Linked DNA regions of Mus musculus: all the other regions are linked to region 3. Evidence: chromatin contacts called from public Hi-C data. All regions are on one chromosome and are shown on one strand. Each heading gives the region's core, a stretch centred on a gene start, on an enhancer-like site or on the middle of the called end of the contact. The rest is flanking DNA. Distances are from core to core; before and after follow the strand shown.

Region 1 (2,847 bases), core at 106-2,605, 260 kb after region 3:
AAGTTACTTCAGGCACCAAAATCCAACAGAGCCAAAAAAAATAAATAATAACCTGATCATTGGACCTCTCTAACATCAGGCCCTGTTCCCTGCCCTCTGTTGGCAAAGTCAGCTCCATTCTGGTATCTTTACTTTGTACAGCCATCCCTCTTCACTCAAACAAACAAACAAACAAACAAACAAAAAAGGTGCACATTCAACAAGGCCATCCATCCATCAATGCAGAGGCACAGGTAAGAGTCTAACCCTGTGCCCTGGAATGGGAGGAAGGTGGCAGGAGAGGAGCTGGGTGATGCTGAGGTTGGGTGATGAGAAACCTGTAGCTTTCGCACAGGTGCAATGGGAGTCAGCCACTATGAGGAGTTCTAACTCCCTGCTATAGAGAGGCCGCATGGCAAGATGGAGCCCCTGGACAGTAGCCAGCAGTGATAGAGAGAAAGTCCAGGAAGCATCCTGCATGCCAGCTTCCAGCCATCAGAAGACTGCTGCGCCTGCCAAAGTGGAGCAGAAGCCAGTGCCATCACAGGCAGCTGGGAGACAGACAGACACACAGTTGGCTATACAGCCATATAAGATAATAAAGAATGGTTCTGATTGCATTAAAAAAAGTGTTTGAATTTTTAAAAAATCAGACAAGCATGAGAAACATAAATACACTCACCACAATGTGACCTCTCTAAACCAAGCAGAATAAATGTCCAGAAATACTACATGGGCTGAAAATTATAATCTAGAAAGTAAGGATGGCTCAGACTGGAGCAGGTGACTCTTAGGAATGGGTAGACTATATCGCTCAGTGAGCGTCCTCACTATGGTTTGGGTAGGGTTGGTCCCCTAAGGTATGGGTGGGCATGCCTGTGAGTGTGTGTGTGTGTGAGTGTGTGGTACGGTGTGGTGTGAGCACGTGTGCACATGCAAGTCTACACACAGTCTCCCTTGCCTGAGGGCATTCACTCACACCCTGTAGTTAATAGAGGTCTAGTACACTGGCAAACTTTAAGGTGTTCTGCTTTGGTTTTTGAGGTGAAGCCTTGGAAATCTGTCTAGGCTAGTCCCCATCTCCTGGCCTCAAGTGACCTCCTCTGTCTTGGCCTCCCAAGTACCTGGGATTACAGGCCTGAACCGGGATCCACTTGCAAATGCTTTAAATCTTTCACTAAAAGCATCCTGTGTCCAAACAGTTCACACACTCCTCCTCTGTCTCCCCCCTCAATTATGGCACAAGCTTCCTGATTAATCCTCTCTGCTGCCTACTGCCCCTCCTCCCACAGCCTCATCTCAGGCAGCCACAGTGGCCCTCATAGACCATGTAGACCCTGCCTCTTCTGGACGAACAACTTCACTTGCTCCCCCCAACCTCTTTCTAGTAAAAGCCAGTGCTCTCTGGATAAGTCACAGCCACACCTTTACCTCTTGCTACCTTGTCGACCTCATCAACACCCCCACCTGCTCACACCTCTTCTCCACATTCCTCCATGAGCTTTCCTGTTTGACACTGCTTTGGCCTGGAAAGTCCCCTTCAGTACCCCACACTTGCTTCAGGCCCTTAATCCTGGTCCCAGACCCCTAACCTGCCCCATTCTTTCTTCTTTAGGACCTAGCACCCCTGACACACTATACATTTTTACTTGCATGTCTCATTTAGCAGGTGTTTTTCTCAACATGAGGAATTCCTATCTGACTCCAGTGCCATATTTCTGGCTTTTGGGACACTGTTTGCAATGTCATGTGCACTCAGTAATACATGACATGACGTGAATAAAAAGCACAAGAGGGTGACAACTGTCACAGCAAGGAAGGGCAACAGTAAGACAGCAAGACAGTTGATGCAGAATATTACTCTGGCAGGACAAGGGCACAGAGAACAAGAAACACACAGAGAGGATGCCAAGGCATATTCAAAAGACAGGAAGTGCCTACATCAGAGACAGTTTGTGCTCAGAAAGAAGAGGTAATCAAGCAGGTGTGGACAAGCTGCACACACACACACATGCACCATGTATATCACACAAAGAAACAGACAACACAAATATGTGCATACATGCACATGAGTGCACACACACATACACACGGACAGCTTTAAAAGGGAACAACCTTCACAGTGGAACATGATTAAACAATACCCTAAGGAGTCAGACTGTATGGCAGCCTTCACCTTCCATGTAGAGAAGACCCACTTGAGATGATATGACAAATGAGAGTGAAAAAAACAAACAACAAGTCAACCTTCAGGTTAGAAAGAAGAGACAACGAGCAAAAAGACTCATCTCACTGGCAAATTCTGGGTAGTTCAGGGCGTGGGACACACAGGAACCAGACAGAAATAGAACAGAATACCCTGGCCTCAGGAAGGGGAGCAGAGGGGGAACCCACAAAACTAGGTAACTGTACTTCTGAGAAGTATAAGGGAAACCCAAGCCAAAGATCACTCCAGTGATACAGACTACAAAGTGCTGATGGACCAGAGCCAAACTGCCAGGGCATGAGGAAGCCCCAGTACCACCAGCCCAGCATGCAGTAGATAACCATCCTAGTAAAGAAGGCATTTGCCTTAATGATCTAATGAGGTGGAAGATGAATGAGGTTGAGGCTGCTGCAGTCCAAGCCTGCCACCTAGTGGTCAGATACATGCACACACTTTTCCAAGGGATAAAACCTTTCACTAAAAGGCCCTTGGAGCCAGGGTGTGCAGATGATGCCACCAGCTCTGGATGGCAGACCGCTATCCCAGACTGTTCTCTGGCCAGACCACAGCCAGGCTTCTGGGGCCAACTGAATGACGCAGACACTGTATCAGCTGGAGGCTGGTGCACGTGGCTGGTATCTGTCTAGATGAACCCTGGGCAC
Region 2 (2,976 bases), core at 47-2,546, 320 kb after region 3:
AACCAGACCTACCTGTCTACCCAGCCTTTCCTGGTCTTTACTGTTGTCTCCTCGGTTAATCACACAGCTTGCTGCCAGCAGCCCCACCTTTGGAATCCAGCCCTGAACACACAGACCTCACTTCAGGGAAGGAAAGGACACTCTTCAGCTAGGAGCCTCTAAGCTTGCTGCCTCTCCACTAGGGCCATAGCAGGAGGAAAAACTGCTTCCCAAGGCTGGGCGGGCAGAGAGCATGGCAGAAACCAAATCCTTCAAGGGTCTACAAAGCCCAGTTGAAAATTCATATTTATTTTCCTTGCTAGGAAGAATTGAGTTTTTAATCTTCAGTACTGATATAGTTGAGAAGGAACACTTTGGGGGCTGGCACATAGCTCAGTGGCACAATCCGTTGCCCAGCATGAACCAGGTCCTGAGAGAAAAGAGAGAAAGCAAGGGAAGAAAGCATGTCTCTTCCGCGCATCACGTGGTAGTCTCTATCCAGCTCTCTGCCCTGTCCTTCTAAGTCAAGTGATGAGGTAAGTGCCTGTGCCTCACCTCCCTGTCTAGCAAGCCGAGCTTCTGACCTGGTGGGGGTCAGGCACAGAGATAACAAATGAGACCAAAAAGAACAGAAAAGAAGCAGAAACGAATGTGGGCAATGAAGGGGAAAAGGAACACAAATCTATAAGATAAATGTGGTCGCCCTGTATGACACTGGAAACCACCACACTCCCCAAAGTGGAGTTTGCTCTGATTAATTCCAGGAGGGCAGGAGGTATTGGGGAGAAGCAACCATTCTAAGGCTAAAGTGATGCAGAGATTCCAGCTAGCTGCTGCCCTGTGAAAGAGGACAGGTCTGCCCCAATAACACCCACAAGCTCTGCGCTGTCAGACTTCCGGGCCTGGGCTTCCTGACTCAAATCTGATTCTATTTATTCTCTTCTGGATCTTGTTCTGCTAACTCTTCTGGCATGGCATGCACAGTCATCATAGGCCAGGCCCGGCGGCAGGCACCAGGCACAGCTCTGTTCATCCACAGGGATCCCAAAGGGAAGGTCTGTCTCTCCTCTTACCCACCTATCCCAACTGGAGAGAGGCAGGGGCTGACACTCAGTCAGGATTCCTGATTCCTGTGCCCCTCTGTGACTTGCCAACTGTGCTGCTGGCATCATTGCGATGTAATGATTAATCTGCTCTATCTAAAATTAACTCAAAGTAAACAGATGCCAGCTGAAGTGGGGCAGAGTGTCATCACAAGAGACACATTTAGCAGGAAAGAGCTGTGGCAAGCCAGCCTGACTCATACTGACAGGGCTGTAAGGAGAGCTCACAGGGCACCAAGCCTTGGGACAGTCCCAGCTCTTGGCAGGCCACTGGAGGATGGAGTTTAGGTGTCAGAGAAGAGAAACCTTTGAATCAGACGTTTGTAATCATCAAAGAGTAGCAAGTCATTGACACAGCTCTGGGATCATGGGGCGGGAAGCAACAACCCTTCCTCAGCACCTGTCTGTCTGCTTGTTCTTTCCCTTCCCAAGAATCAAACAGACAAATTGTAACTGGGCTCATTGCCAGTGAGTCACTGTCTTGTATTCCCAAGACACGGGAGTCATTACTTTTTTTTTTTTTTTTTTTTTTTTTTTTTTTTTTGGTGTTTTCGAGACAGGGTTTCTCTGTATATCCCTGGCTGTCCTGGAACTCACTCTGTAGACCAGACTGGCCTCGAGCTCAGCAATCTGCCTACCTCTGCCTCCCAAGTGCTGGAATTAAAGGCGTGTGCCACCACTGCCTGGTGAATCATTACATTTTGTGCTTTCTGAAACATTGGGGGTTTTGAGGAGACAGAGTGTAAGTGGATAGCTGACTTCCCAAGGTTTGTGATTACAGACATGTGGCACCTCACTTAAAGCTCTTTAGAAGCTTTTTAGGGGGTCCAAGTGGCTGGCTAGCACTGGCTCACACTGAAGTCACAGCATGTTAGATAGAAGCAGCAGGCCAACCAGATGTTTATCTCATTAGTGTCTTCACACCACATCAATTTAGATTTCCAACAGCCAGACGTCTCACAGAAGGCAAGAAGTTCAGGTTGCCAATGATTTCAGTTAGTACTATGGGAAGAGACAGTTAATATGATACAATACCTACAGTACCCAGCAAATGCCTTTAATCTCAAACTCAGAGACAGGCAGGTCTCTTGGGAGACCTAGACTAGCCTGATCTACATCTGGAAGGCCAGACCAGCCAAAGGTACATAGTGAGAATCATCTTTAAAAAGAAAAAAAGATTATCTTAATGAGTTAGCAACTTATGGTAATGCTGGTCCCCAAGCTAAGGGAAGGAGCGTGGTGATCTGGGTTCATCGCTCCTTCCCCCCTCCCCCCCCCCAACACGTTTGTGGCACAGGTATTAGTCCTTTAAAATGGCAGAACCAACAGGCTTTATCCCATGTGCAAATAATTTTCACCAGTGGCATCCCAAAGCGGAAGTTCTACTTGACCTCCGTGAGAAAGATCTCTGGTAACCCCAAGACGGGGTGAGGTGGGGGTGGGGCAGGATGCTGTGTGATTGCTGATTCTGTTTTACCTTCAGTCAGCCAACCCGCATAGTGATCAGGACACTGACAGCAGCCCAGTCCTCAGTCTCTGCAGACTGACAATGTGGGACTCAGGTCCAAAGCTAAGGAGACCTTTTCATAAGCAGACCTTGATAGAGCATGTTTGATACCACATTTCTTGTCTGCTGACAGGTGCTGTTGGGGATTGTGTTTTCTTTTCTCATCATATAGACAGCCTGCAGTATGAGGTGTTGGAGGGAAATGAAGATAAATGCTGTGGACAAGAGCAGAATCAAGGACCCACTCCTAACTCTGAAGGATGGTTTAAAACAAGTTACGGATGGGAAAACTTATTAGAATTTGACACCATCAAAATAGCAAAAATCCAAATAGCCACTGTGTTCAAGTGGCTGTGGGGAGAGGGGAGCTCACACTTGTTGCTGCTT
Region 3 (2,837 bases), core at 61-2,560:
GAACAAGCATGAACTGAACTCAGAACACAATCAAAGTTGTCACCAACCTGCTTCAACTCCTTAGGATAAAAAGTAGCAGGCTGGGTGTGGTTGTTCATGCCTTTAATCCCAGCACTTGGAGGCATGGGCAGATGGACCTCTGTAAATACAAGGCCAACGTGCTCTACAAAGGGAGTTCCAGCACAGCCAGGCTACACAGAGAGAAACCCTGTCTGGAAAAAAAAAAAAAAAGAGCAACATCTCACATCTACAAGCAAGCCTAAGCCAGCTTCTAGCCACCAATACTGTCTCAGTAATTCTAGAAGGAACCTGCCCCAGCCACCACCCAGTACTTGCCTCAGGGCTATCAACCAACGAGGCCACATTGAGGGTCCTATGGAATAAAGTAAGAGCTGGTACAAGACTTTAGAAATGCCCAGACTGATCAAGGCACTCAGTGTGTGCCTCCTCCTGATGCCGCCAGTGACTCTTGACAAGAGCATGTGACACAAGAACCCATGAATTTGTATCTTGCGGAGCTCAAGTCAAAGTGCAGAAAATGTGTCTAATTTACAGTTGTTTTTTTTTCTAGTTGGCACACTTTTAAAGCTGTGTTAGAAGTTACTGAGCATGTCAAGGAGTCCTTCCAGAAAGGAGAAAGTACTCCCCAGAGATGGCAGTGTGTCAAGTAGCTTGACCGTGGCCTGGGAACATGATTGCAAAACAGCTGAGGACCTTTATGCCTAAAGAGTGTGGCTGCTGCGGATGCTCCATGGGAATCCCCGGGACAGTGTGGACTACAGCCCGGCACAAAGCTGGGGAAGTCAGACCAGTGCTGCACAGCAGAATCACTCCAGGCGGACTCTGTTACCTTGTTCACAGGGAGTGCGGGAGGGAAGAAGAGCATCCCTGGGGCCAGGCTTCAGACGGGGCCTAATGCTAAAGAAAACAGTCAGCCACGATGGAGCCCTGGATGTGCTCAGCGGCACTTCTCTCCAACTGTCTGCTTTTCCCTGGCATCAGCTCTGTGCAGTGTATATGACAGCTGTCCCTGTTCTCCAGAGGACACAATGACCAACTGAGTCAATTGATAGGTGATAGCACTAGATCCAGACCCTAACCTGTGACCTGCAGAGTCCAACTTTTTACCCATTCTGAAGATGGAAGCTTATGAAAAGAAGGCAGGGGTCAGGGGATAGGATGCACTGCTTAGGGGAGACCTGGGCCAGGGCCAAGAACTGGGCTGAATCTTCAGCTTGAGCACAGCATGGAGTAGATGAGCTGGTGATGACTCAAGGACATCCTGTCTCCAGGAACAGGATGGGAGCTCTCCAGGGAAGAGAAGTCAGGAATGCTTAGGACCTACCAGTCCTTCCAGAGGCTACTCTCACAGAGCCTGTACAAGCTCAGGCCTGACAGGAACCATGTCTTATCACAGTTTATCCCAGGCTCTCCACTCCTCTTCCCAGTGTCCTGCCATGAGGGAGTCTCCACAGCACAAGCAGGATGGCGTGTGAGGAGACCCTGTCATCCCCACCCCCAAGGGATGTTATCAGTCCAAGTGAATCCAAGAGCTATCTATCAGAAGACCTGTCTGGGGCAGATGTTTCTCAACCCTGCCCCGCTCTGCTGTATAAGAAGCAGATGCCTCATTGTAATCTCCAAGCAGGCTCACTCATGAACAGAGCCACTCGCTGCCTTTCTTCACACAAAGAGAAATCTGGTAATTCCTTTGTGTCTGAGTTCACTGGGTTCCAGCACCACGCTCCCCCTCCAGGAACACCCCTGGGAACAAGAGAAATGATAAACTAGTGGAGATTAAGCTGAAAGGAACGAGTCCCCACCATGAGTCATGAGGACAGAGGACACATTGGCAAGCAGATGAAAACCCTTTGATAGATACCAGTTGTAAAAGCGCGGCCAAACCTAATGCTGAGGAAACTGTGGTGACTCAAAGCATAATGTATGCATCGCCCCCACGCCCTCCTTTTCTCTTTTTTGACCTAAAAAAGAAAAATTGACAAAACAACATATCTTGTGAGGGGGAGTTCCCAGGGACAGCTTAGAGGAAAGGGGAGCTTGAAACAGATTTATGTTCAATCAGAGTGCACAGTTGTTCTATGATGTATTTCCACAATGGCATCAGAATGGTCCTGCCCCGTCTCAAGAAAGCAGCTATGACCAGGCCTCGCTTGCAAGACCTGCCACCTCCCATCTCAGCATGGATAAAGTTGTTCCCCAGAAATGTCCCAGGGAACGGGGGTGGGGCAGAACATCCCAATCACATAAGAGTCTCTGGGGTCAAACCAGATGTCAGGTTTGGTAGCAAGCACCTTTATCTTGCTGAGTCATCTCGTCTCTCCCCAGCCAGAGATACCTCGTGACAACTGTGTGTTAATCTACAATTCTGTCAATAAAGTTTCAGTTAGTGACAATACATTAGTAACGGCTCCATCTAAGCAAGGGTTTTACCCTATAGGAGTCAATCATTTAATTTTCCATTTTTCATTTTTTTTAAAAAGGAAAGAAGAAAAGAAAGAAGGGAAAAAAGAGTTAGAAAAATGTTAAGTGTAAAAGCTTTGAAGAATTAAAAATTCTTTAAAAAATTTTTTTAAGAAAACTTTGATATAACAAGAAGAAAACTAGCTTGCACATTCTCTCCATAACGATGTTTATTATTGGACATTCGACTAGTTTGGACAAATGCCTGCACACCTACCTCACCCTTGCTGACCTCCCAGTAAACATGTGAGCAGAGGGTCGGTCGGCTTCACCCCTGTGGTTGACTCTAGGAAGAGCTGCTTGTTCTCACTCAAATGTTGGTTTACTTAAGTGAAGGTGAGCCTGTGTGAGCAGCA

What was found. Hi-C and Micro-C count contacts between places; a contact is called where the count stands out from the background.
Region 1: a Hi-C map of the N1E-115 cell line shows a contact between it and region 3, with 10 times the contacts expected there. The contact joins two enhancer-like sites. A contact is called at or near these places in 6 of 484 Hi-C or Micro-C datasets (the N1E-115 cell line, embryonic fibroblasts, myocytes and 3 more), 1 of 115 datasets of contacts at active chromatin or transcription factors (fibro-adipogenic progenitors) and 1 of 9 other capture datasets (embryonic stem cells).
Region 2: a Hi-C map of embryonic fibroblasts shows a contact between it and region 3, with 2.2 times the contacts expected there. The contact joins two enhancer-like sites. A contact is called at or near these places in 1 of 484 Hi-C or Micro-C datasets (embryonic fibroblasts) and 1 of 115 datasets of contacts at active chromatin or transcription factors (pancreatic cancer cells).

What each region holds. Positions count from the first base shown.
Region 1 is chr7:133,856,284-133,859,130 of GRCm38.p6, reverse strand. All of the region lies in intron 2 of Fank1 (fibronectin type 3 and ankyrin repeat domains 1), which reads right to left. Among named protein-coding and RNA genes, the nearest start is that of Gm51500, 76 kb to the left of the region's middle. Within about 2 kb of position 1,355, at least 20 of the 459 cell types and tissues checked have an H3K27ac peak or open chromatin away from gene starts, as enhancers often do. A contact at or near this core is called in the N1E-115 cell line, where this site is marked.
Region 2 is chr7:133,791,996-133,794,971 of GRCm38.p6, reverse strand. The region is part of intron 1 of Fank1 (fibronectin type 3 and ankyrin repeat domains 1); the gene reads right to left. Among named protein-coding and RNA genes, the nearest start is that of Fank1, 17 kb to the right of the region's middle. Within about 2 kb of position 1,296, at least 132 of the 459 cell types and tissues checked have an H3K27ac peak or open chromatin away from gene starts, as enhancers often do. A contact at or near this core is called in embryonic fibroblasts and pancreatic cancer cells, where this site is marked.
Region 3 is chr7:134,113,509-134,116,345 of GRCm38.p6, reverse strand. The region is part of intron 3 of Adam12 (a disintegrin and metallopeptidase domain 12 (meltrin alpha)); the gene reads left to right. Among named protein-coding and RNA genes, the nearest start is that of Gm51501, 62 kb to the right of the region's middle. Within about 2 kb of position 1,310, at least 79 of the 459 cell types and tissues checked have an H3K27ac peak or open chromatin away from gene starts, as enhancers often do. A contact at or near this core is called in the N1E-115 cell line, embryonic fibroblasts and pancreatic cancer cells, where this site is marked.